Linked DNA regions of Mus musculus: regions 1, 2, 3, 4, 6 and 7 are each linked to region 5. The links are chromatin contacts, called in public HiChIP or PLAC-seq and promoter capture Hi-C maps. All regions are on one chromosome and are shown on one strand. The core of a region is the stretch at or near the end of the contact, and the rest is flanking DNA. Distances in the headings are between cores, read along the strand shown.

Region 1 (3,545 bases), core at 9-2,508, 1.0 Mb after region 5:
GTCCTCCCATGGTTGGTGTAATGTGTTATCCCCACTTGGGCAGCCAGGATTTACACTGAATTACCTAGTTTGTAAGTGATACAATGGGGATTCAAGCTCTAGCCTTTTTGGAACCCACGAAACTTTCTTCAAACCACAGCCCAGCCATTATTAGCTGGGTGTCACGGCAGAGGTTACCCTCTCTCTCTGAGTGCTACCTTCTGCATTTGTTAACAGGTCTCTAAAAGTGCCTCATTTTGCATAAGACAGGGCCTTAGGAGCTGGTATCATTACTAGTTATTCAGCATTATCTGCAGCTGAATGGCCACCAAGCCAATCAAAGACATTAAGAAAGGATTCAGGCTGGGACTTCATTATGAAGACCAGCCTTCGGTGTCCTAGCAGGGCTTAGTCGTGTCCACGTGTGTCTACACGTGGATCCAGAATGACCCAGGGGAGGGAAGAGTGTCATCAAGTACACTTGTTAACTCTGAGACAAAGGAGTGGGACTATGGCCGCTGGTACTGCTGCCACCGAGCCCTTCTGGCCGCTTCTACACGGCAGTGGACGGAAGCCAGGATTTTCGAGGGCCCCCAGTGAGTCACCAGACTGATGCAATCCCTTTAAAGGGCTCATCTGCTGGTGCAAGAAGCTGATTCATGGAGGGCGTGGCTGCTGAAGGAGGAGAAAGGACGGAAACTGGCAGGAGGGAGTGAGGTAGACAGCCGGCTGAAGTCGTTCATTGGAACTCTTCACTGCAATCTCCCTGGACAAGACTCTAGGGATGTCCAAGATGAACTTGGCCATCTTTGGGGTTTCTGAAGGGCCTAAAGTGAAATGAATTGTGACAGTAGCGACAGCCAATTCTTGACTTCTCTTGTACCCAACTTCAGCACTTTCCCACACAAATTTCCAGAAGCCGAGAAATGGGGAGCAAAGAAAGACTACTTTTCTAAAGAATGCAGTGCAGTTGGCGGGTTTTGCAACCACTTAGAGACGTCCCCAACCCCAGCAAGGAGAGCATAAGTCGGTGAGGTTCTGCAGAGCCAAGGCGGACCGGCGCCTCTGTCCCAGTCCCACTGTAGATGTAGATTAGCGGTAAGTACCGCCCCCTGACTGTCCAATCACTTTACAGATTTCGACCCAGACTCCACCCAGAACCAATTGGCGATCTTATCTGGGCTTCCTGCCTGAAGGCTTCCGCCCATCCTGAAGATGGCGCACCAACCCCAAACTCAGGCGAGGGGGCGGGAGGCGGGGCCGAGAGCCTATGCGTCACTTCCGTTGTCAGGTGGCGGCGCCGCAGCCATGGAGGGAGGCGGCGGCGGCAGCTCTGGCGGCTGCGCTGGGAGGCGGCGGTGAGCGGCTCCCACGCCCCCGGCCCGGCCCCGGCCCCCGGGACGGAGCGCCGAGCAGCCCCGACTCTGGGCTGCGGACTATGGGCAAGGAGCGCTGATTCCCCGGGAAAGGTGAGTTCGGGGTCCCGGGACGCGGAGCCGGGTGGGGGCTGCGTGCTGGCGGGGCGGGCCACCGTGGCGGAGGGACCCCGGTGACAGCCCGAAGCTGACCGGCGCGACCAGAACGGCTATAGTGAATTCCCCCTCCGCCACTGGAGGTCTGTCCTTCCCGGCAGCGGGGGCGTCGGCTGCCGGGAGCCTCGGTCTTTTGCCGCAGCCCTGGGAAATGGGCACTGCTCGCCTTGCCCAGACCCACTCAACCAGTCATCGAAGCAGCCGGCGTTTGGCCCGCTCTAGTTTTTCTCCCAGAGAGACCCGCTCCTCCTCTCCATGCTTCTCTCCTGACCTAGAGAGTGACTTGAAAGTTAGAACGAGTCCCCAAGGAGAGCCAGCCAAGGTTTTCCTCCTGGAGCCCTCACCCGTTGGCACCAACACCATCGCTGCTGGGGAATTTTCACATCCTGGGCGGCGTTCAGGTGCGAGTCACAGCAACCTGCTTGCCAGATCCACGTTGGGCCGGTCTTCACCGTGGGAGAGCTTGCTGTGGTCAGTGTTTCACCTGCCATCCTGGTCAGGCCCGCCCATTCCTACGATGCTTGGCCCCACCTTTCAATCTTGGGTAGGAGCTTTCGGATTCCCGGTGGCTTCTCCGTCCACCCCCACTCCCCCAGGTTGTTGGCAGAAGGAAGAGCTGACAGCCACCTTCGGTGGCAGGATAGACTTTGCTCTGTTTTAAGTCACTGGAGGAAACCGGTTGGCTTTGCTGGTTTTGAGAATCATTGAGGAAGAGGGTAGTCACGCTGGGCTGGGCGCCTTTCCCTCTCGGCTGAGTAGTTTTGCATGAGATAAGGAAGAGCAAAATCCTATAGCCCTTATTTATAAACAACGTTGTGAGTTCCTCCTTAAAGGCCCTGTTATTTGATTGTGGATTAGACTATCTCTGCCAGAGATAGTCCCCATTCATTCATTCATTCATTCATTCATTTTTCTCATAACAAAAGGGCCCTGCCTGTAGAGCCTAGTGCTGTGTAGTATTCGTAGGCTTTGGAGGCTCACTCCTTAAAGCCTGGGATTAAAAGTGTGTGTCAACCTTGCTCTGGACTCCTTAAATTCAGATTCTGGTGCCGCTGCTTTCTGGTTGCCCGACCTTGGGTCATTTGTATTCGTCCTCATTTGCAAACCACTGGCCATGGTAAAAAGAGTCATTATGGAGAGTTGCGCTAACACCTAATAAAGAGGTTCTTATCCGAACTAGTTCACTGTCCAGCTAGAGGAAACTGACCTGCAAGCAGATAGGTGAAATGTGATCTACAAAAGCAACAGAAACTGAATGCTGAGGGAGCCCAGTGGGGAAGCTGCTAGCTCAGTCTGGGAAGCCTGAGCAGTAGTGACAGGAGGATAGTGACTGGAAGGACAGAAAGGGGGAGGGAGGCTTAGTCATGTAAAATGGGAGATGCTATTTGGAGAGAAGTACAGAGAGTCAGAGAGAGACAACCTTAGCTGTGTCAGTAGAGTGGTATGGAAGCCGACAGGGCACAAAGTAAAGCAATATAAGTTAATAAAAAAAAATGAACATCTCATGGATCATTTGGAACTTTGTGTCTAGTGCACAAGAGGCCAGTAAGCTTTTAGCTGAGGAGTGACAGGACTAGATCTGTATCTTAGATCGCATTCTCTGTGAGGAGTTGAGGAGGGTGAGAGAGCTAGACACTTCGTCAGAGACCATCACATGCTTCCAAGAAGAGAGTATAGACCTACTGGACCTGTGCTGAGAAGGCACCGTGTGGTCAGTGCTAGGTGGACAACCCCTTCAAGTGCTCCCCAAAGTGCTCTTCTCTCTCTGAGATCTCAGGTTGTTTAAGCTGCTGGCAATGGCAAGGTAGGACTTTCCTCCCAGATGTAAGGGGGGTTTCATTTTCTCTCCTGTGCCTTTAACGGAGAAGACAGTAGTTTGAAGCGGTTAAGAGCTTTTTTGGCTCAAACAGGTCTACTTCTAATCCCTGCTCAGCTAGCCAGATTTCTCACTGTAAAAAGACACAGTAGGACTTCTTCCGCAATAGGGCTGTCGTGAGGATCAAGACAGATGTTACAGAGTTAGGACTCAGCGTT
Region 2 (3,629 bases), core at 886-3,385, 1.0 Mb after region 5:
AGTCATTTCCCCAGACAGAATGCACGTCGGAGCCGTGACGTGACATTCAAGCGCTAAGGCTCCCTGGCAAAAGATACAGAATCTTAAGTAACCGTGGAGGAGAAGTAGCCAGTGTCCCTTTGCTGCGGAGGGCCACACCACCTCCCTGTGATACTTTCTGTGTCCGCAGTGCTGTTCCTTCTGGGGCCTTTTCTCAGGGAAGAAGCAAACTGGGAGCTTCTTTTCCCAACTCAGTTGTGTTCTGAACTCACAGCATCTTTCTGGCTGCCTTTTACTATCTGAGAATAATAGCAGTGTGCCCACCAATTAGGAGGGAGTCAGCGACCTGGCTGGGTCACAGCACTGTTTTCTGTTGGTGCCAGGTACAGTGCGAGTCGTCCTGTGGAAACCCACATGTCTGCAACATCCAAGAACGCAGCCTCCAGGGCACAGGTGAGCTGCTGCTCTCTCCCTCTCCTCCTTGATTCTTTCCCCACACTGCCCCGGGGCGGGGCGGGGCGGGGCTTTGGCTTTCAAAGCTAGTTAACTTTCCCCTCAGCCTTACATGTACCCAGATTTCTAACTGTGGCTTTGCTCAGAGCTTTCCAGTGATCTGACTAATTAGGTAATATGGGGACTGGTTCATTACAATTAAATAGGAGCCAAATACCAGGACATGGCAAATAGCTTTGTAACAGAGCCGAGAGGCCTGTGGCTGCTGGATCCAACATGCATGCAGATACATGCATGCAGATGAAAATGTCAAAGCATCCCTTGTCAAAAGTGCTTCCTGGTCGTCAGGACCTTCTACCTTCCTTTAAAATGAGGTTTTCATCCCTCTGAGTTCCGTATGCGCAAACTCTGGGACAAACCATGGACTGTTCAGTTATTGAGTGTTCATGGAACCAAGTCCCAAGGTGTTGGGTACCAGCTTGGCGTCGATGTGGTCCCACCCCGAAGAGGCTTTTGGTTCTCTGGGAAGGACAATGGTAGAAACGAACAGCGAGATGGAAAGACACTGACAGCTTACGCCAGAAGACCGTGCGCTCTGTCCTCTGGGGTGGGAGCAGGGGGCAAGGGAACACAATGGTTTTCAGGGGCAGCGGCACGGAAATAGGGCTCCGGAGTAAGCAAGACACCGCATAGCAGGGGAGGAGAAGTGGGTGCCAGCCGTGGTGGTGGGATGAGCACAGGCAAAACAAGGAAAACAGTATCCTTTCTGGAGCGGCAGCGAGTCTCCACATAGCTCCATCTTCTCGCCGCAGAAGCAGGCGGCAGAGGCTTTACTGGACAGGACGACACCGGGGCCTGATTAGAGAAGGTTGTAACTCCTTTTTTGTTTGTTTGGTTGGTTGGTTGGTTTGGTTTGGTTTGGTTTAATTTGGGTTGGGTTTTTTGGTTTTTCAAGACAGAATTTCTCTGAGTAACTCCTGGAACTCTCTCTGTAGACCAGACTAGCCTCAAACTCACAGAGATCCACCTGCCTCTGCACCCCACCCCACCTCCAGCGCTGGGATTGAAGGCATGCGCCACCATTGAGCTCCATTTTCTCCTTTTTCATTTTTTTAAGATTTATTTATTTTATAAATGTGAATACACTGTAGCTGTCTTCAGCCACACCAGAAGAGGGCATCGGATCCCATTACAGATGGTTGTGAGCCACCATGTGGTTGGTGGGAATTGAACTCAGGACCTCTGGAAGAGGTCCTCTTAAACACTGAGCCATCTCTTCAGGCCTCCATTTTGTTTTTTGGGGTTTGTTGTTGTTTTTTTTTTTTTTTTAGTTTTGGTTTTTGGTTTTTGGTTTTTCGAGACAGGGTTTCTCTGTATAGCCCTGGCTGTCCTGGAACTCACTTTGTAGACCAGGCTGGCCTTGAACTCAGAAATTCACCTGCCTCTGCCTCCTGAGTGCTGGGATTAAAGGCATGCCCCACCACGCCCGGCTTCCATTTTGTTCTTTATGCGGTAGTCAGGGGACTTTGTTTCAAGCAAGACAGAAATAAGAGAGTGTGTTTTCAGTAACTGACAGTAGTGAATTGACAGTAGTGAAGAGTAGAGCCCAGATCCACGTAAGAAGGTAAAGTCTAGAAAGGGTGGTGAGAGAGGAACGGCCTACTGTGTTCCTGGATGTCACCACCAGAGGGCAGTATGGGAGTTCCTCCAGAATGGTACCCACTGAGCTGCAGGCCTGACAGGAGCCGCCTGGCAGAGGGAACTGGACCTGACTGAAGAGGAAGCAGGGCCCTTCTCTCCTCCCGAGGAGGAAGATAGTCTGAGAAGTGTGGTCCCTGGGGCATTCCACTAAGCTTCAGAGTTGAAAGTCTGTGGTTTGCTTCTTTGCTGGAGTCCCACTGCTGCTGAGCTTGCTTTATTATTCCGGCTAAGCTTGCTTTCTGTGCATTAGTTGTACCCAGAAATAATTTAAGCTGTTATTATTTTTGCTTTGTTGTATAATTCTTCCCTGCGTCTCTGGGGTCTTGGCAGGAAATGTGTTTGCCCTGTGTGGCTACAAATCACACCGTTGTTTCTACAGGAAAACATTGTTCCAAACCCTCTTGCCAAAGAAGAGCTGAATTTCTTGGCCAGGCTAATGGGAGGGATGGAGATCAAGAAGCCGAGTGGCCCTGAACCAGGATTCCGACTGAATCTGTTTACGACCGATGAGGAAGAGGAGTATGCGTTAAGCCTGCTTGTCTGTCTGTCTGTCTTTCTTTTCTCTTTTTTCCTTTGTCTTTTTTTTTTTTTTTTTTTTTTTGGACAGGGTTTCATATAACCCAGATGGCCTCAAATTCACTATGTAGCCTTAAAGTCCTGATCCTCCTGCCTCTGCTTCCGAGGTGCTGGGATTACAGGTGTGTGCCTCCGCACTCCATTTATATGAGATCAAATCCAGGGCTTTTGTGTATGTTGGGTCTAGTACCCCACAAACCAAGACAGTTCCCCAGTCCTAAACCCGTTCTTTAAAGATATATAATGCATTCTTGTCCCTGTGGCTTAGATGGAGTGTAAATACACATATAAACCCCTACGTGGGATAAGAACACAGACACGACAACTGCAGACCAATACACACAAGCACAGATGCAAAAGTCACCAGTGACCAGCAATCCATGCTGCCCTGAATACAGACTCCCTGGGGCTTCCTGAAGTCACTCCCCCAAAAGCTCTAAAAGGAAGCTAAACAAGAAGTGTTAGGATGTGTTAGGAGATGACTGGACTGAGCTGGCAAGATGGCTCATCAGTTAAAGGCCCTAAGACCAGGACCTGCATTCCAGCTCCGGGACAGAGGGAGAACCGACGCTCACAGGTCATCCCCGACTCCCACGTGCCTGCCATGGCACGCGGGCACACACTCATGAACACACACAGATATGGAGTGTAGGACCCCCAGCTGTCCCCAAGTCATTTAAACTGACGGACCACAGATGTCTTAGTGGAGGCTGATTTGCACTCTGGATTGGAGGGGCCTCCATGTGACCTGGGCCTCAGAACTTGCTGAGAGAAGAGAGGGAGAGTGTTGGCAGATAAGCAAAAACATGTGACTTTCTGAAATATAAGGATGGGGGGGGGGTGTGAAAGGGCAGAAGGAGACACAGAGAAAACAGGTGTCCATGTTCTCATGAGGTGGCTCACCGTACTAGGAAGAGGAA
Region 3 (3,969 bases), core at 330-2,829, 1.1 Mb after region 5:
CATATGTCAAGTTGCTCAACTATTGGGGGCAGAGAAAGGGGGGAATGAGACAAGTGTCAAGCCATTTTAAGAATTCGCTGGGAGTTGGAGATTTAGCTCAGTGGTAGAGCGCTTGCCTAGCAAGCCCAAGGCCCTGGGTTCAATCCTCAGCTCTGGGGGCAGGGGGGAAAGAATTCGCTGGCTGTGCCCACCATGACCCAATTTACCTTAGGAGGCCTCTGTGAATTTGGGGTAATTGGCGGTATGTCTGTATTTCCAAGGCCTGCAGAAGAAGAATCGATGGTGTTAGGGAGGTGCTAATTTAGCTAGGTCAAGGGAGGGGGCCAAAGGGGTCACGAGGTCAGGAGGGTCACTGGGAAGATCGCTGAAGATTGCTGAGTCTGGTCCCAGGGGATCACAGGGTCACGGTCTCACTTGGGGGCCCACTGTCCAGCAATTCCACAAAGTTGGATGGGAAGGCTCCCAACTGCCCGTTCTTCTCTCCCAGCCACCAGCCGTCCTCAATCTGGGGAAGGGGAAGGATGCGGGAGCATCTGGTTCTGTCCAAGAGTAACTGAGGTGTCCATCCTTGGTTCTACCCAAGGACTACATCCTCCCCAGCTGCCTCCCTTCCCATCGCCCCCACCCTTACTTCACTTTCTTCTGTGTGAATAGCTGCAGCATCTCCCCAAGTGCCCCCAGGACCCCTCACCTCCTTTATCACTTCCAAAATCTCCCCAGTTTGAAGCGTCAGCTCGTCTGCCTGCTCTGGGCTGTAGTTGAAGTTCACTCTGCACCATCTTTGGGGGTCCCGAGAGTTGATGGGGTGACCTAGGCCAGACAAGCAGGGAAGCAGCTCTGAGCAGGGAGCCCCGTCTGCAGCACTGGGGAAGAGTTGGACCCCAGAACTCCCTTTAGTAGCTTCAGGCCCCGCCCTCGAGCGGAGCATTGTACTTCAAGCCAATCAGGGGGCTGCAAAATAGCCGCGGGTGCCCCACCCACAGCCGTCATGTTCCACGCGGGCAGTGAGGCCCCACCCGCCGGCCCAGCGCCCGACTCACGGCGACTACGGCGCGGAAAGCGCGGTCTGGACTCGGTGACGCCCCGCAGGGCCTCCGGAATCTCCTGGGAAAATCACATAGGGGCGGCACTAGGCACAAGGCCCGAGGCTGAGGCCAGGGCCGCTCCTGCTCCCCCGCGCAGCCATACCCGTACCAGGCCTCACCTGCACCAGGCGCTTGGGGAAGCGACCGCGGCGGCCCCGCAACTCCCCAAGCAGCCAGCCCCGAGCGGGCCCCGCGCACACCTGCCGGATCACGTCCCCCGGAGCCAGACTCAGCTCGTCCTCCGTCTGCGCTCGGTATCTGGCCAGGACCAGGACCTCTACGGGCGGAAGCGAGCTAAGAAAGGCTGTGGGGACGTCCGTGGACTTTGCCCTTCGGAAAGTGTTTAGAAGAACCCACCCCGAACCCCCACACACATACCCATGACTTCTGGGGCTCCCTGCGCAGCCTGACCGTCAGGCTGGGCATTGGGTGCTCGGAGGGCGGGCGAAGCCGCCAGGCGGTAGACTGGATGTGGATGAGGCGGAGACTCGAGTCATAGGTCAGGATCCAGGTAGTAGGAGTGGGCGGCCTGGCTCAGCAGGTTGGGCCCCAATTCTTGAAGGAGGAGTCCAGGGTCTCAGCCCAGGGCTGGGGTAACAGCTTCCCCAAGAGCTCTACTTTAGCCAAGTCTCCCAACCTAGGCCAGACTCTATGTCTTTTATAACATTTCCTGGCCCACCCTCTTCTGGCTTGCAAGTTCTTAGCTGCAGGGGAAGGTGGAAGAGGTACATACCAGGGTGGGGCCATTCCTGGGAAAGTGGCCCCAGATAGAGATACTAGCTCCTGTCTCTGAAAAGCTATGGCGGGTATATTCCAAACTTCAACCCCCCCTGAAGCTTCGACTCACTTGGGGGCCTAGTTGGATTTCTGATAACTACTGCAGATTCTCCTTGGGGAAAGGCAGCAAGAATCAACTTTTAATAAGGGCTGGCAAGAGTCTGAAGGTTAGGGTCCACCCAGTTTACCAGTTGGGCTAGGCTCACCTCTTCCTTGTGGGTTAACATATAAAGGCCGAGCCAGCTCACTGCAGCCTTGACCCCTGCCCCAGCACCAAGGAAGCCAAAGTCCTGACTTCTGGCATGGTAGCTAGGTTTGGTTCTTGGAGGAGTCAAAAACACAGAATGCACAGCCTCCACTGAGAACAAGAAGTCCTTCTTCCCAGAGACGAAAACTATGGTATATTCTATGGGACCTATTAACCCAGGGTCACTCACACAAGCAACAAACACAGTCCGTTTACATCTGCCACTTCATTTATTGTTTTTATTTGCAGGAGGAGTTGAAACAAAAATTTAAGGGTGTTTTTTTGTTCTCCCCTAAACATGAATCATTCAAGTAAAACCAACATAACTATTGAAATTAGCAAAGTAAAGGGAAGTATGCACAACAACCCAAGAGCGAAGGCTGGGGAGGGAGGAGGGTGCAGTCGGCGTCCAACAGATGCGCGCAGGCAGCGGTTCACCTGCTGGGGACCGCTGCCCCGGAAGGCAAGCACAAGGACCCTTTAATGAGGATGCCCCCCAACATCTGAAAATGTTTCAACCCAAAACGTAAGGTTAAAGAGAAAAAAAAAAGGAAAAACCCAAAAACACACAACCCCACAGACCACCCAGCCATAACCACCATCCTTAATCATAGGCGTTTCTTTTCATTTTATAAAAAGATTAATAAAAAATATTGAAAAAATTATTTTCTCATCTTGTATTTGTAAAGATAATAGAATTCAGAAGTTTCTTAGAAAACCGTCCAGAAACTGCCCTCCAGTTTCCACTCCTCTTGCTGAAGACCAGCAGGACTACAAAGGTTGGGACACTGGAGCTGCTGGTGGAGAATGGGAAGCCCAGCCCAGGAGAAATGAGACAGAGCAGGGTGCATGGGGAGGCTGGGAGCAACTCCACGGGATACATGGCTGTGTAGAAAGGGGAACACGAGGTGGTCAGAAAGGCCTTAAACTCCTCCTCAACATACAAAACCGGTTTGTACAAGATCCAAGCAGTTTGGTCCCAAACTGAGGTGAACACTTCAATTTTTATTCACATGCTTTGTTTTCTCTTAAGAGTCAAAGTTGCCCAAATTAAAATCTTTACACTAATATTACTATATATCCCCTAAAAAGAAGAAAAAGAAAAAAGGATTTCTTAATAAAACTCAGGACAGGAAGAGACTGAAAACCAAATTCCCATTTAGTTCCAAATGAAATGCAATGAAGAAAACTTGGTTTCTAATTGGGGTGGGAGTGGGGGTGGGACAACAAAACCAAAACAAAGTCCAAGCATCAGCATCCTTCTCCCTACCCTGCCCACCCCCCACACCACCAGCAGCAGCAGGAGCCCAGTGTGTGGTCTCATCTAGGCTCGGTGGCAACGTCCTGTCCTCTGTCCAGTGAGACGGATGGCACCAGGGACACTCTGCTGTCGTGGGATGGATTCTGTGTGGCAAGTGGGTTGTGGGGTGGCGTTTTCAGGATCTTCTTGAGGCTCCTTGTTTAGCTCCACCAGCCTCTCCCAGCGCCTTTCTTCCCCGGGCAAGGGCTCCATCAAGAGCGGCCCCTACTCAGCTGAGGGCTGTAAACTGTCCTTCTCTTCTCTGTTCTCTGTCCCACTCTCGTCGTCTTCTATCTCTCCCTCCTCCCCACTGAACTTGTCATGGGCCCACTTGGGGCTGGTACTGGACTTCCGGAACATGAACCGGCCCCGCCCCCGGGGAAAGGCTCCTCGGCCTCGGCCTCGGCCCATCCACTTGTCGCTGCCCTCGCCTTCCCGGTCGTCATGCTGCAAGGGAAGAAGACTGGCATCAGTGCTAGCACTCTACCCATCCACAGGCCAGAGCGCCTATGCCTCCCGCAGCCTTCTTTTCTGCCCTTCTCCCACTCAAAGCTCCCACA
Region 4 (3,587 bases), core at 862-3,361, 1.2 Mb after region 5:
CTTTTTTTTTTTTAACCCCTCAAGACAGGGTTTCTCTGTGTAGCCCTGGCTGACCTGGAACTCACTCTGTAGACCAGGCTGGCCTCAAACTCAGAAATGAACCTGCCTCTGCCTCCCGAGTGCTGGGATTAAAAGAGTGCGCCCAGCCCTACTCTGATACTTCTAACATGCCACACTCAAAGAGGCTACTAACCTGCTAGGACAGGACCTTTGCTTCACTGAGAGAAGACAGTTACAGAGAATGGACTCGTCTAATGAGTGCCTCCCGGATCCTTCAGATAGCCAGTCCACTCCCTCCTTGTTGTTCAAACTCCATTTCCCCTCTTCTCAGGTGGCCCCTGTGTCCCACGTTCATAGCTGTAAACACATTCCTAGTCTTTGCCAGCCTGGTCATAGGTAAAGGTCACCCTCGCTCACTGGGGTCAGGTGTTGCTCTTTGCCCTTCTCTCTATATGCTCAGCACATGTCTGTGAGTGAGGGGGCACTGTGTGTCCTCCCTCCTTTTGCTCTGTGCCCTGGTCTTCCTGAGGGAGCCGTTCTTCTTTAGTCCTAGCTGGAGGACTGACCTCCTGCCTAGTTAGACGGCAACTTGAAGGCATCCATCTCTTATTGCCAGTCCCTTATGTAGGACTGGGCTCCAGACTCAAGTTGCAATGTTCGTAGAGTTGGAGCAAAGGAGAATCTCTCTCGTTCTCTCTCTCTTTTTTTAAAGATTTATTTATTTGTTATATGTAAGTACACTGTAGCTGTCTTCAGACACCCCCAAAAGGGCATCAGATCCCACTGCAGGTGGTTGTGAGCCACCATGTGGTTGCTGGGATTTGAACTCAGGACCTCTAGAAGAGCAGTTAGTGCTCTTAACTGCAGAGCCATCTCTCCAGCCCCAAGGAGAACCTCTTCTGCAGTGTTACTGGGACCATACTGTAGGAAAAGGAGACTGCCAAAGTGAGCTCCCCCCAAAGGGAAACTCAAGGCCAAGAGGAACCAAGCAAGCTAGTTAGGAGTTGAACTCCTGGACTTAGCACTGCTGGAGGCCAGAACTTCCTTTGGACTCTGTCAGTTCTTTCCACTCAGACCCTCTTAAAATGTGTTTCCTGCAGCCACAGGGTCCCAACTACCACTCAACCTAAAACACACCTTTTTTTTTTCCATCTTACCAAACCATAATGAAATAAAATTTGTCTTATCTCTGCTTCCTTTAACACCCGTTTTCCATGTTCTCGACCAACTCGACATGGTTTTCTGGGTCCAGACTACCCTGACTTTTCTGTAACACACCAGTGTCCTAGTCTTGAAATTCTTTCCTCTGGTTTTGTTACCATCCTTCCTACTTCTCGGCACACCCCGTCCTTCCTCGCTCCTTCCCCTACCTCTAAATGCCTCTTAACTCGTGGAGTCCTCTGGGGTTCTGACGACGGCCCCCTTCTACTATGTTACATGCTCTTCAAGAAGAACCAAGTCTTCTACTGACATCTGACCTGGAATCTGAGGACAAGCTGCGTTTGCAAGCGAAAGGAAGGGACATGTCTTAACAGGCTAGGGACAGCCCTCGCCGACGCCCACATCGGGCCAGCAGTTTGAGAAAGCTGGTCACGACGGAACTGGCCACGCGGGAACTGGCTCTAGCCAAGGTTTTAGGCGAGGCCTGCGCTCTGAATGTGGTCATGGCTGGAGACCTACAACCACGGAGAGCTGGAGCAAACCGATTCGATCCAGGGGCCTTCAGCCTCGTGACTTCGTGGGAGCTCGCCGCAGGAGCCTCCACCTCGGCAGCCTAGTCTGCGCGCGCGCCCCCGAGTCTCGGTCCCCTCGCCCAGGGGTGGGGACCCGATCGGTGGTGCCCCGCCCACCTGTCCGCGCGCTGCCCGGCGTGCCCGGGTCCGGCTCCAGGCTCTCGACGTGACTCAGGACTGATGCCAGGCTGACGGTATCGTGTGCCTCGTAGACAGCGCCCACGCAATCTCCCAGCAGCGCGCCCGCCAGGCAACCTCGGAAGCGCGAGATGGAGCGGGCCGCACTTGCCCCGCCGCCCCCCGCCGCCGACATCGCTGTAGCTGCTGCCGCCGCAGCCACCGCCATCCGCGCGCGGACTAGTCGCCACTTCCGGCATCGATGCTGCCGCCTCTTTGGTCGTCTCTTCCCCGCGGCCCCACAGCGCCCCCTTGTGGCCCGGAGTCTCAGCCTACGTCCTACCCCACAGCGCCACTCAACGGCTGGGAGTCTCAGCGCCCCATAAGTACTCGCACGCTTCGCTTTGGCGCTCCCTACCTTCTCATTTGTAAATGGCACCACAAATGCGGCCGACAGCTCCCTAAAATCCCGCGGAGGACCCTTTGAAAAGCACCTGAACAAGAATGTTGCCCACTCAAAGCCACTGCTGCCCGCGGGCGATCACCTGTATCTTTACACCCGTATTCCTTCTGGAGTCGCTTTGGACTCGACCCCTATGAAGTCTAGGCGACTCCATCGCTCAAGTGGACTGTCTCACTCGGTCAGCCACTCTCATGGGGTAGCAGAAAAGAGCCTGGCTTGAGAACTCCATTTTTATTATTTTACTGTCCCCTCACTACTCCCCCCTCCCACCAATCTTGTGTCTTCCCTCAGCCGCCAAAGCCTAGGTTAGCTCCAGCTGGCAGATTTTGAGTGGACTCAGTGTGCGGTTTGTCGTGCGCGTGAAGGTGTCCACCTGGGGCACAAATTTCTCAGCCGGCACCGTCAGCTTGCGTCGGGTGTCCATACACTTGGTGTCCAAGAGCAGGGTGTTGGTCTTGCACGCGATATCAGCCTGTATCCGGGCCAGGTGCTTGAACAGGGCATCCAAAGCGTTCCTGTAACGCAAAGCATCGGGAGCTCAGAGCCCTACATCAGGCTGCAGGGGCCAGGACATCTCACCAGCATAAAGCCCAGAGAGACCAGCAGGCACTACGGCCCCATGGTTGAGCAGTGCCCCCCACTATTCCTGCCCACTCTCTAAACCTACTGTGTTTGGGCCAGCTTCTGCTTCATGGTATTGATGGTTGCCTCTAACTGGTGGACTTCATCAATGAGGCCATACTGTGTCTGAAGACAGAGGGGCAGGATGGGGTTTTCAGTTCAGCCGCAAGACCCTTCAGCTGGTCGCATAACTGCCTTGGACCAGAATGCTTGTTCCACAAGAAACGTGCGAAGAGGGGTAATACTGAGGTCTCCTTAGCAGACAGGGGTGGTCCCCACCGGGGCCCCTTGTACCTGGTCCCGGCAGAGCTCCACATTGGACCGGTAGGTTCTGGACTCCAGCCGGGTATGTGCAAGCTTCAAGTTCATCATCTTTCTACGCAGGTCCTCCTCCAGGCGCCGAATGTCTCCCTGCAGCTCGGCTATCTCTTCTAAGGTCTGTGGCAGACATTACTGTTCTCCACCGGCAAGACTCACACTAGGGCTCCCAACTGAAGCTTCAGGGCAGGGTTCCTTATGCCCTGCCTCACAGCATGGTGGGAAAGGCAGGGTGGTGGGGTTGGGGGAGGGTAAGGGGGTGGTGGTGACACTCACATTTTTCTCTTGCCACTTGAGCTCACTGTAAAAACTCTCCATTTCCCGAAGCCGCTTCC
Region 5 (3,435 bases), core at 287-2,786:
TAGGTTGATCACTTTCCATTGGATGATCTCACACCTATAAATATATGGGCATCTCAAATTGGGACTCAGTCATTAAAACGGGGCAGGGGGAAAAGCTGGAGAGAGGATGGATCAGAGCTCTCCCCCAGGACCCTGGTTCAATCTCCAGCACCCACATGGCAGCTTACAACTATTCCTCCAGTCCCAGGAGGATCTGATGTCTTCTGGTCTTCTTGGGAATTGCATGCATATGGTACAGAGACATACATGCAGGCAAAACACTCATAGACATAAAAAGAAAATTTCCAAGGTCTGATTGTTATTTTTTTGAGCCTAGGCTAGCCTCAAATTCTCTGTGTAGTTGAGGCTCATCTTGATTTTTTCCCCCTCAAAACAGCTGTCCTGTCTGTCTTCGAGTCCCCTGAGTGCTGGGAATAAAGACATGTGCCACCATGCCTGGCCCTGGGAGGTTCTTCTGTGGGCCAGGCTGGCAGGAAAGGAAGAGATGCTAGACTCAAATTCAGGGATTTGTGCAAGCTTGGGCTTAGGCAGATATTTTACCAACTGAGTTTCATCTACAGCCTTGACTTTCTTTTTTGGGGGGTGGTGGTGAAACTGTCTTATATAGTCTTACTGGCCCAAATACTATGTAGTACCTTGACCTTCCTGCTTCTTTTACCGCGGCCTCTTGGGTGCTAGAATTATAGGCATGTACTACTGGAGAGGAACAAGAGATTAGTGAAGAGGTTTGTGAGAGAGAAAATTAGGCAAGAGGAGTTTTAGAAAATTGAGAATTTCTCATACCTGTTGAACAATATACATCTAGGGCATAGAAACCCAAGGACATCCACCCATGGGGGCAAAGAACGCCACCTAAACTACGAGTGACGTTGCTGAGCACTGAGAATGCAGAGGTGGGCTCAGGGTGTACCTGTAGAGTGCTTGCTTCGTCTGTCCTGAGATCCATCCCCAGCACCTATTAACAGCGGGCATGCTCAACACATGGAATCCCAGCAGTGGGAAGGCAGAGGCAGGACGATAAACTCACGGTCTGTTTCTGTTCAATACCAGCCTGGATACAGTTCTGGATCTGAAGATAGAAGCTAATTCTTTCATAATCCTTCCCCTCCGGCAAACCACGTACAACAGGAGATCTGCTTGCCTGTGCTAAACCCAGCAAGATGTTGGTTTGGGGATCTTCTCTGCAACCCGGTTGGTGGGCGGAACCTTGCTCAGGTTTTCCACCTGCAGTTGGGTGGTGTTGCAAGGACCTCGTCTGCCGGGAGACATATGGAATACTCAACAGGCCTATGCTGCAGCTGGGTTCTCGATGTAGTGAATGTCTGTGGGTGTCTGTTAAGCTCAGAGGCCCACAGTGGAGCAGCAAGGAAGGTCCCACACGTACAAGCGCCTCTCCGCGCCGGCTTTCGCGCGCTGAGCCGGCCAGCTTCCCCGGAAGCCGCGCGCGCAGGCGCGGTGTGGGGGGTCGCGCCCCCTGGCGGCCAGCGGCGACAGTGCGCAGGGTCCGCCTACTGGTCGCGCGCCGCCGCCTCCGCCGCCGCTTGAGCCCAACATGGCGATGCACAACAAGACGGCGCCGCCGCAGATCCCAGACACCCGGCGGGAGCTGGCCGAGCTGGTTAAGCGGAAGCAGGAGCTGGCGGTGAGTGGCCGAGGCCTGGACGCCGTCCCCACTTGGCCTCGCAGGCAGCTCCGGAGGCGAGGACGGCGGGCAGCCAGGGTCTGGGCGCTCTGGGCGGCCGGGCGCGGCGCGGTTCCCTGCGGCGGCGCGGTTCCCGGCCTGCGCTCAGTGGGGCGGGGCGGGGCGGTGAGGGCGCGGGAAGGGCGAGAGGCAGGAGGCGGGGACGACGCTCAGGTCGGGTTAGCGGTTGGAAAGGAGGCGGCTAGACCCCGGCCTGGAGAAGATGCACGATGGATTCCATGGGCGGCGCGTTTCAATGGCCGGGGAATGTGGTGTATTTGAGGATGCCAAGGAACGGGGCTGGCGGGAGACCCAAGACGCAGCCTAGGGAATTTGGATTGGTGACGCGCACCAGGAGCCGCCGGCACCCTGCTGACTGCCCTGTAGGCTCCCGCCTTTTACGGCGAGCATCCGGGAGGCAAAGCTCACCTGAAGCTGCCCTTCCAGGTTTCCATAGCAACCGGCATCCACTGCGGGCGGCCCTTCCAGAGCTAGCAGGGAGGAAGCAGTTGATGTAGAAGAGATGCTTTTGAAAAGCTGTTCACCCTTCTCGCTGCTGGTAGCAACACATTTAGTGAGTGAGAATGGAGACAGCTCACGGTCTGTCTCATCCCTGCTCGTGACAGCTAGGTTTTGCCTCTGAAGTAGATGCAAAATCTTGCATGTGTGTGCATTTTCTGAGGATAGACTATACATTTCATTCTATTTATAAAGGGGTCCATCACCCCTACACTTCCACAGAAATGGTTCATTGTGGGTAAGCTTGACTTTACAAGTCTGTGACGGAATTTCAGTTTGCTTAATGCTTGTTTTTCCCTGTCCCTGTTTTCATCACCTAGGAAACACTTGCAAACTTGGAGAGACAGATATATGCTTTTGAAGGAAGCTACCTGGAAGACACTCAGATGTATGGCAATATTATCCGTGGCTGGGATCGGTATTTGACCAATCAAAAGTGAGTGTCAAAATCTAGTAGTATTAGCTGAGCACTGGTGGTGCACGCCTTTAATCCCAGCACTTGGGAAGCAGAGGCAGGTAGATTTCTGAGTTCGAGGCCAGCCTGGTCAACAGAGTAAGTTCCAGGACAGCCAGGGCTATACAGAGAAACCCTGTCTGGAAGAAAAAAAAATCTAATAGTATCTCTCCATTTTATCCTCTACTAATATTTGGCTGCAGGATTTTTGTTTTGATTTAAAACATGGTCTTACTATGTAGCCCTGGTTAGCCTGGAACTCACTAAGTAAAGCAGGCTGGCCTCGGATTCACAGATCACATAGCTCTTTCTCCCTCTGACTTCTGACTGATAGATTTAAAGGTATGGACTGTCATGTCCAGCTTGGGACATTTGCTTTTGGCATTTACTCTGCAAGGAGATGGTAGAGCCGTAGTGTGGAATGGGGTCTAAGCTTGAACTTGTACTCTGACGGCTCACGGAGAAACCTTGGGGAAGCCAGTATTTGTGATGAAAGAAAATAGGGCCCATGGTGCAGGGATGTGTGGGTGTAAGTGAAGTACAGCCTGTGACCGAACTGTCTTCCACATTTTCATCAGCCACGCTGTGCCATTACGATCTTTGTTCTACCTCCAAGTTCATTGTTACCACTGTCAGCTCAGTCATGCGATTGTATAAAAATGCCTACGCTTGTGAGGAATTTTTCAAATCTGTAGGAAAACTGAGATGAGAATGTGCATGACCAGTTAGTGTTTTTCCCATGTATTCATGAGTTGCTAACTCACTGTGGGTGCATGCTCTC
Region 6 (3,655 bases), core at 867-3,366, 1.2 Mb after region 5:
AACAACTGGTCCTGGGGTCTCTTCTCCAATTTCCTTTTTTTTTTCCTTCTTCCTTCCTTCCTTCCTTCCTTTCTCTTTTTTTTTTTTTTTTTTTTTTTGAGACCGGGCTTCTTGTAGCCCAGGCTGGACTTGTACACGCTGTTTGACTGAGAATGACCTTGAATTTCTTACGTTCCACTCTTACTGCCTTCTTTTCTAGGGAACAGGAGATGAGGGTCGGGAGGGATATCTGGTTTCCTAAAAGTCTTACTCCCTACAGGTGGTAGAGAGGGAGAGGGAGGGGCTGGAATTCAAAATTGAAGGGAGAAGTCCAAGAACTTGGGGCCTGCTGTGTAGGGAGTTCTGTCTTGTTTGTGCTGGAGATGAGACCCAGGGCCTTGCCCATACAAAGCATGCGCTCTACTCCTGATCCCTGACAGCCACCCCAAGGAGTTTTCAGGTTGCAGTCTGAGCAAGGATGAGACCTTACAGATCAATACATGTGCCCCGCCCCCACCCTTAATTCAAAACTGATGACTCGGAGAACTGTCCCAAAGAAAAGGCAGGGCCAAGTTCGGGAATCAGAGGCAGAGAGGGGGGATAATGAGTCCGTGAGAAGTCAAGGAGAGGCTCCACCTCCAGTCTGTCCAGAACCGCCCTGCCTGACAGCAGGCTGGGTGGGGTCAGGCGGCTGCCTGTGACTGTGACTCAGGTTTCTGTGGGCAGCCAAGGCAGCCGGCAGGGAGGAGCCCAGACCGACTGACAGGCTGGCCAACTGCTGTTTTCACCTCAGCTGTCCCCTCTCCTGGGAATGAAGGAGGCTCTGGACTAGCCTCACTGCTACTCTCCCAAGGCTACAGACTTCTGTCTTCTTCTTCTGCTCCCTTCTAGAGACCCTCATGCAGCCTCCTGAGGTCGTGCCACAGGATGGAGAGTCAGGGATCTCTGCCTCTAGGGAGGCCCCGGAATGTCTGTACTACAGGGAGAAGGCTATAATAATGATTGGTCCTATAACCTCAGGGAAAGACTGGGAGAAACCCTTGCCCCCCTCCAGCCTTCTCCTAGCCTAGCTGGCTCAGTATCTGGACAGAGCAGTTGTCATGGTGAAGGCCGGGTGGTACACAACAGTATATAGTTGCTGCAGAGACAGACAAGCAGGCTGAAGCGAGGAGACCTGAATTCCAAGCACAGTGCCCACAGGGCTGACCACTAAGGAGAGACGGCCGGAGCCAAATCCAAAGGGCTGTGGTCAGTGATGACAGGGCTTTGCCTCTGTGAAGGGTAAGAAGGGTTTGGTCAGCTAGCACATTCCTCAACGATTGTTGGGCTGTGTTTGGATCTGTTGGACTGTCTTGATAGTGTAGCTCGAAGGGAATCACATTTCCTCTGTGCCTTTTCTGTGCCCACGATCTGTGCTCATGTCTCATTAATATTTACAGCAACTGAAAGAACTTCAGCATCTGGCCTCAGATGGCAAGCCTGGGATTAGAACTCGGCACTGAGTGCCACCACAGCCGGCATCTTGGTTTTTCTGGGAACTAGGCAGGGTAGCTGTTCTAGAGAAGGGACGGTAAGTGATTTGGATTTGTTAAAAAGGCCACAAGTGTAAGGATGCAGGGCTTGGCTGTGTTTGGGGTTTGGGAACAGATGGCAGTTGAAAGAGAAAGCCGTTAACTATCCTGACATAGAATATGTGGTCATGCAAACTTTTTATAATGAACTTTAGACCTCTGTGTGAGCCATCGCTAGTTTTTCAGGACATCCTGGGCGCTTCTGGAGCTGATCTGCAGCAACAGAAAACAGTTCGAAATAGGGACTTTCCAAGACCAGTCTGGGAGAGAGAAGAATTTGCAGAACATCACAGTGCCAGTCGTGGGGGAGGAAAATAAGGACACTCTGTGGACAATGTAGGACTACCACAAGGTGCGGATGCCACCTAGCGGCCATAATGGTGCAGCCACCCGGGCGCTGGTAGCATTCCGGAGCTGCAGCTCGAGCTGAATCACGGGTGGGACTTCCGGGTAGAACTGCCGGATGCTGTAGTCTGACTTTGGTCAGCCGAACCACAAGTCCCGGGGTCCTCTGCGCCACACCGCGCAGGCGCAGTGAGGAGGGGCCGGTCAGTCCTAGACGCTGAGGGGCCGCGGCTGGGTTGAATCGGCGACTCCCGGGGTCTGGGATCTGGGTTGTGAGGAGGTGAGGTGAGGCGGCACTGAACGGTGGGCACCATGTCGAGGCAGGCGAACCGTGGCACGGAGAGCAAGAAAATGGTAACTGAGCGCGTGACCCGGCGGGCCGGGCGGAATCGAAGCTTCCTGGGAAGGGGCCTGGTGCTGGCGCTCCAAGTGATTGTCAAATGAGTCCTGCTGTGAGCTGTGGGATGGGGAAGTCCCAGTGTGGGTCATTCCCTAGGCGTCCGGCGCTGGGGCAGCTTGGGGGGACCCCTGAGTTGCCCCTCCGCCCGCTACACCCAGGTCTCTCGGGGTCGAGTGCTAAACCAACAACAGCGACGGTAATCAATAACAGTACCAACCATTTACTGATCTCTTACTGTGCGTTTGGTGCTAGGCTATTGCTTCCATTATGTCATTATCACAAGGTAACCTCTTCTAGGTGGATAATGTTATGGCGTTTTACAGCTCAGTGAAGTTTATGGGACATCCAGATTTACACTTCGGAAGAGTTAGGATTTAAACCCATGCCCCTCCATTTCTACAGTGAATATTTCAGCTTTTCACTATGCTTTAGGCATTGTGAGACTTAGACAGTGGTCTTGTCAGAAGGGGACTTGCCATCTAACATTAAGGAGTGAGCCGGCCTAAGTATTCAGTGGCCCCTGTAATGGTTGAGAGGATAACTGTGGTTCCTTCCCTAACCTGGGAGTAGTGGGACAGGATATAATCCCAAAAGGCTGGGCTGGGCTGGACTGGGTCTGGAGAGTCAGGTGGATATCAATTTTCTCCGAATCCCAAGGAAAGAGGCTTTCTTGTCAAGTGTTTTTTGTTTGTTTGTTTGTTTGTTTTTAGTGTATTCTTTTGCAGAACTGCCCATGCTGTGCCTTTGCTTTGGAGTTTCAAACTGAACATCTGGGAGCGGAACTGTAGCTCCAGTTGGTAGAGTGTCTGCTTAGCATGCACAAGGCCCTGAGTTGAATTCCCAGCACCACGTAAACTAAGCTTGCTCATGCATGCCTGTAATCCCAGCCCTCGGATGGTAGAGAAAAAGGGTCAGGAATTCAGGGTTGTCCTTAGCCCGAGATAAGATGGAGGCCAGCGTAGGCTACTTGAAGCTACTACTTGAAACTATTTTTAACACACAGAGTGTTGGGGACGTGGGGTGTGGGGCTCACATCAGGTTTGGGAGGTAACTCAGTGGTAGGATGCATATGCAGGATACTCTGAATTCAGACTTCAAAAAACAGCGGGACCAATCCGAGGTTGCCTGCCTGCTGACTAGATCTGGAAACCTATGTACTCCACTCTGGACAGTATGATTCAGTATGATTAGACTTTGTGTCTTATACCAGGAACAGCCAGCACAGGTGGAATCCCTGTTATTCCAGGCTGGTTCTTCCCCACCCCACCCCACCCCACCCCCAGAGCTGAGACTCTAACCCAGAGCCTTGTGCTTGCTAGGCAAGCGCTCTACCACTGACCTAAATCTCCAAGTCCCTAGG
Region 7 (3,845 bases), core at 279-2,778, 1.1 Mb after region 5:
AAAAAGCAATCATGCCAAAATAGCTGCATTTGCGCAGGGGCCATTGCTAATCTTCTCTGTATCGTTCCAATTTTAGTATGTGTGCTGCCAAAGCAAGCTCGCTGCATTACTTTTTGATTCACTAAGTACTAATATTAATTCAAGATACACATCTGCAAATTAACTAAAAACTACAAAGACCAACTTTTCTCCACAAGTTTCAAGGCACCAGCCGTCTTTAACATTTATACAGAATAATATATACACCTAAGCTGTCTAAATAATAGGATTGACTACACACGGACAGTATTTCCACAAACAAAACTAGGAAAGATCTGAAAAAAGACAGTTGGATACATGCCTTTCGACTTAGGACCCACAATCGAAAACTCCCATACCCGGTAACAAGGGGTTAACCGTCAGTGAATTTCGTTGAATATTTACACTAAAGGTAGCCAGGGTTGTGCACTGCCATTTTAGAAAAAGAAAAAAAAAAACAAAAAAACTTAAGTACGTTAAAGTAAAAACTGAAATTTAAACGCAAAAGCTGATAAAGCCGTCTTTCTTGGCTCTGTCCTATAACGTCCTTGCCATATTGTTTCTATCCAATTAGCAAGCTCCTCGTTAACATAGGACTCTCACCGATGGCTTCCAACTTCTGGGCCACCAATGTTGCCGCCAACTACCGCCGCCACGCTCCACCCATTAAGAATCACAAGAGCAAAGAAAATAAGAGAAAAGTTGTTTAAGTGTGGGACACAACTGCTTCTCACCAGCAGGGCACACGCCAATCACCGAAGGAACGCAAGTCGGCCTCACTTGCAACCAAAGGAAGAAAGTGGGAACTATTTTTCCGATAGGAAATAAACTTGGAATAGGCCTCTTTTGGCCAAGAGAGGAAGAAAACAAAACAAAAGAACAAACAAGTTTAAAAAAAAAACAAACACAGAAGAAGTACTAACATTTAGTGTGCTAGCAGCCACATGGGCCCTAGAAGACAGAACCAGGCCAATGGAGACTGGTGGGGGAAGGGCGTGCAAGAGTTCCCGGAAAAAAAAAATTCAAATAACGAGGTTCGTAAAACAGGATTTGGGGGGCGGGGGGGAGATGGAGTTGGTGGAAGCCGTCGTTCCCGCACAGTGCACAGAAGTGTGCAAGCTGTTTCAGAGAGAAGGCGGCCGGAGCCCGGAGAACTAGGCCGGAGCGGAGGGAAGCGGAGAAGGGCGGGGAGGGGGAGGAGCCGATGGAGCAGGGCCCGCTCGGAGCAGGCCCGGGCCGAGCGTGGAGGAAGCCGCCGCACGCTAGGCCTAACCCTCGCCGGGGCCCAGCCGGCGCCCAGAAAAGAGGAAAACCCCAACACACAGAGATTAGCTGAGCTGTCCTCACTCCCATCAACTGCGTCCACTCACCTTGACCGGCCGGAGCGACTACAGCTGCAATCTCGCAACGGCACAACCGGCCCGAAGCTCGCCCCCGCCCGCTAGCGCGCCCCGCGTCCCCGCTCTCCGACGACGGCGGCTACCGCCTCGCTCCGCTACCTCCTGGGAAATGTAGTCCTAGGTTTCTCTCTCCTGACTCACCGGACGTCCTCTCGAACTCTATTTCCCACAAGGCAGAGCGAGCGTTGGGCCCGCCGCTTTGCGTCACGCGCCCGAAGATCGGCGGTCACGTGGGCGACTGCGTTGCGCCTCCGTTCCCCCCTCCCCCCGCTCCCGCCTGGGTGGCCTGAGGAAGAGGGAGGGAGGTGGACGGAAGGGGCCCGGGCGTTGCTGACGCCACTGCCCCCACCATTTTGGAGAGGCCTCTCCGGGGGACTGAGGGAGGGCCCGAGCCCCACCCACTCGTCTTCTGCTTACGTCCCCGGAAAGTCTCTAGTTTGGTGGCCATCAGGCCTCTTGGCATTCGTTCTGTGCCTTACCCTTCCCCTGCTTTCTGACCTTGAACAGATCGTTGTATAAAGTGAGGCTCATAATTTGTACCTCACAGAGTTGTTGGGAGGTCCCCGACAAAGGAAGGCACTTGATCACCCGGAACCCAGAAAACGCAACGCAAAATGGAGAAGAGTTGTTTTGATAGTGTGATCTCAGGGGACCCAGAAGTCCGTTGGATCTCGGTCTCTCCTACAGCCACCTCCTGTCCCATTTAATGGCAATAAGAGCCCAAAGAGGTTTTTAGTTTGGGGATTTTTTTCATGGGGAGCGGGGATTCTAGACAGGGTTCTCGGTATACTGAAATACTCTAGGTAGAGCAGGCTGGCCTCAAACTTGGCCCAGAGAAGTTTTTTAAGAACATGGGCCCAGGAAGTATATTAGTACCTGTGGAACCACAAATGTCCTGGAAAGTGAAACCCTGGGATTTGTGTTTTCTCCTTGGTTTTTGTTTTTTGTTTTTTTTTGTTTTTTGTTAACTTTAATTTTTAGAACAGAATCTCCCGTTGTATGCCAAGCTGTCCTGGAAATCACCGGGTAGCACAGGCCGTCCCCTAAACTCAAGGCAGCCTTTTCGTCTCAGCCTCATTCATGACTGCTGAGCTTACAGATGTTAAGTCACTACGAGGCTGTTTCTCACATGGTCACTAAGGTTTTTTAGAGCAGTTTGGTTTTCTCTGCACTTGCTTGCCTTAGTGAATCCTGCACATGTAAGCGTTCAAACGTCACCTTTTCTGTCATGCATTTACGAGCTACTGTACTGCTGTAGCTATTGAAACTGTTCCTGTTCAGATGGAAGGAAGGGTATCCAGGGATTCGGAAGGCCCAGGAACCGCTACGCTCTGAGAGGAAGCCTCTTCAGCAGAGGCATTGCAGCTCGGGAGCCTCAGCCCTGATCTTTCTTCTCTTCTTCTCTTCATGGCTTCTTTTCTTCTTAGCTTCTTCCAATGAGAAAGCCATACCAGGCAGCAAATCTCATAAAGCAGATTTATTGGGAGGGTTTGGGGTACAGAACAAAGACTCGAAGAGTAGTGGCTGTTTCTGCTCCTGGCAAGTGAACGAAGGACAGGGGTTATATATATAGGATTTATTCGGAGGCGGGGCTTTTCAGGGCATGCAGAGATTTCCGGAGTAAGGATTGGTGGGATCTCAAGTCCTGAACTTGGGGAGCTCAGGGATTGGTGGCTTTCCCCCACCCTCTTTCCTGTATTGAGCCCATGGATTAGAACAGGAAGACCTTCCCAGCTGCAGGCGGCTTTGACCTGACGGACACTGGAGACTTGATGCCCCAGCTGTGGTGGTACTTCGTGATGGCTGAGGTGGGAAAGCAGTTGCCGCCATTTAGACAGTTCCTTAGGTGTGCTGCCCAGGGACTACACCTATAATTACTAAAGCACCTGTTTTGTCACCAGCAGACTGTGAGCTCTTTGAGAACAGATGTTAGGGTCGGTCTGGTTTGGTATTAAATGCTAAATTCTGTACCCCAAGATCTGGTTGTCCCAAGACGAGCCAGTTCTCATGTGCATCAGCTTTTGTCATGCATACCAACACCAACAGCAGCACCAGAGCAGCCCCAGCAGGGATGATGAGTGTTGATGAATTTCTCCACATACCAGGCCAAAGCAGACAAAACACACATCGATCGGTAAACTTTTCTCACGAGAGAAAAGTCGCCAAGCTCAACTCAATCTGTAAGCTCTCTGGCCTCAGTAGTATTCTACGTAATTCATACTTCCCCACTTGTGAAGCATTTCCTGTGAGCTGCATACTCTGTAATTCCTCTTGAGACGTTCGGTTTCGATTTAAACTTCAGTTTGCAGGTTTTCTGGATGTCTACTACATGCCATGCCTAGTGCAAAATACTGCAAACACACTGATAAGCTAGACGAGTACCATCTGCCTCTTCACTGGCCCAGAAACTGTCGCAGGGGTCTGGTC

What was found. Promoter capture Hi-C pulls out the DNA fragments that hold promoters and counts their contacts. HiChIP or PLAC-seq counts read pairs in DNA pulled down with a chosen protein or histone mark.
Region 1: a contact with region 5 is called in a promoter capture Hi-C map of pre-B cells. The contact joins the promoter of Stk40 here to the promoter of Meaf6 in region 5. A contact is called at or near these places in 15 of 39 promoter capture datasets (the 3T3-L1 cell line, the C10 cell line, the HPC-7 cell line and 11 more), 1 of 484 Hi-C or Micro-C datasets (B cells), 6 of 115 datasets of contacts at active chromatin or transcription factors (astrocytes, embryonic forebrain, extraembryonic endoderm stem cells and 3 more) and 2 of 9 other capture datasets (adipose tissue and pancreatic islet).
Region 2: a promoter capture Hi-C map of the HPC-7 cell line shows a contact between it and region 5, with 4 times the contacts expected there. The contact joins the enhancer-like site here to the promoter of Meaf6 in region 5. A contact is called at or near these places in 10 of 39 promoter capture datasets (the 3T3-L1 cell line, the C10 cell line, the HPC-7 cell line and 6 more), 2 of 115 datasets of contacts at active chromatin or transcription factors (embryonic forebrain and forebrain) and 2 of 9 other capture datasets (adipose tissue and pancreatic islet).
Region 3: a contact with region 5 is called in a promoter capture Hi-C map of liver, with 3 times the contacts expected there. The contact joins the promoter of Sh3d21 here to the promoter of Meaf6 in region 5. A contact is called at or near these places in 4 of 39 promoter capture datasets (embryonic stem cells, hippocampal neurons and liver) and 2 of 115 datasets of contacts at active chromatin or transcription factors (embryonic stem cells and pancreatic cancer cells).
Region 4: a contact with region 5 is called in a promoter capture Hi-C map of liver, with 2.9 times the contacts expected there. The contact joins the promoter of Adprhl2 here to the promoter of Meaf6 in region 5. A contact is called at or near these places in 6 of 39 promoter capture datasets (the 3T3-L1 cell line, 3T3-L1-derived adipocytes, frontonasal cranial neural crest and 2 more), 1 of 484 Hi-C or Micro-C datasets (B cells) and 1 of 115 datasets of contacts at active chromatin or transcription factors (astrocytes).
Region 6: a contact with region 5 is called in a promoter capture Hi-C map of pre-B cells, with 2.7 times the contacts expected there. The contact joins the promoter of Trappc3 here to the promoter of Meaf6 in region 5. A contact is called at or near these places in 8 of 39 promoter capture datasets (the 3T3-L1 cell line, 3T3-L1-derived adipocytes, the C10 cell line and 5 more) and 5 of 115 datasets of contacts at active chromatin or transcription factors (embryonic forebrain, embryonic midbrain, extraembryonic endoderm stem cells and 2 more).
Region 7: a contact with region 5 is called in an H3K4me3 HiChIP or PLAC-seq map of embryonic stem cells, with 6 read pairs. The contact joins the promoter of Thrap3 here to the promoter of Meaf6 in region 5. A contact is called at or near these places in 6 of 39 promoter capture datasets (the C10 cell line, cranial neural crest, hippocampal neurons and 3 more) and 5 of 115 datasets of contacts at active chromatin or transcription factors (astrocytes, embryonic stem cells, large pre-B cells and 2 more).

The regions. Positions count from the first base shown.
Region 1 is chr4:126,102,699-126,106,243 of GRCm38.p6, forward strand. Stk40 (serine/threonine kinase 40) reads left to right here and starts at 1,259. Exons shown (of 11, transcript NM_028800.3): 1 at 1,259-1,448.
Region 2 is chr4:126,084,031-126,087,659 of GRCm38.p6, forward strand. Oscp1 (organic solute carrier partner 1) reads left to right here. Exons shown (of 10, transcript NM_172701.3): 7 at 363-432; 8 at 2,513-2,652. Among named protein-coding and RNA genes, the nearest start is that of Lsm10, 11 kb to the right of the region's middle. Within about 2 kb of position 2,136, at least 67 of the 459 cell types and tissues checked have an H3K27ac peak or open chromatin away from gene starts, as enhancers often do. A contact at or near this core is called in the HPC-7 cell line, adipose tissue and neural stem cells, where this site is marked.
Region 3 is chr4:126,161,762-126,165,730 of GRCm38.p6, forward strand. Sh3d21 (SH3 domain containing 21) reads right to left here and starts at 1,580. Exons shown (of 16, transcript NM_001162533.1): 1 at 1,464-1,580; 2 at 1,205-1,362; 3 at 1,041-1,104; 4 at 692-810; 5 at 415-505; 6 at 207-262; 7 at 1-19. The coding sequence starts at 1,467. Thrap3 (thyroid hormone receptor associated protein 3) reads right to left here. Exons shown (of 12, transcript NM_001356455.1): 12 at 2,321-3,856. The coding sequence ends at 3,635.
Region 4 is chr4:126,319,592-126,323,178 of GRCm38.p6, forward strand. Adprhl2 (ADP-ribosylhydrolase like 2) reads right to left here and starts at 2,112. Exons shown (of 6, transcript NM_133883.2): 1 at 1,851-2,112. The coding sequence starts at 2,079. Tekt2 (tektin 2) reads right to left here. Exons shown (of 11, transcript NM_001357262.1): 8 at 3,529-3,587; 9 at 3,229-3,372; 10 at 2,981-3,060; 11 at 2,530-2,828. The coding sequence ends at 2,615.
Region 5 is chr4:125,083,625-125,087,059 of GRCm38.p6, forward strand. Meaf6 (MYST/Esa1-associated factor 6) reads left to right here and starts at 1,537. Exons shown (of 8, transcript NM_001374123.1): 1 at 1,537-1,642; 2 at 2,521-2,636. The coding sequence starts at 1,553.
Region 6 is chr4:126,260,289-126,263,943 of GRCm38.p6, forward strand. Trappc3 (trafficking protein particle complex 3) reads left to right here and starts at 2,117. Exons shown (of 5, transcript NM_013718.2): 1 at 2,117-2,249. The coding sequence starts at 2,208.
Region 7 is chr4:126,201,182-126,205,026 of GRCm38.p6, forward strand. It overlaps Thrap3 (thyroid hormone receptor associated protein 3), which reads right to left and starts at 1,529. Exons shown (of 12, transcript NM_001356455.1): 1 at 1,389-1,529. It overlaps Gm25323 (a small nuclear RNA gene), which reads right to left and starts at 96; the gene lies at 1-96.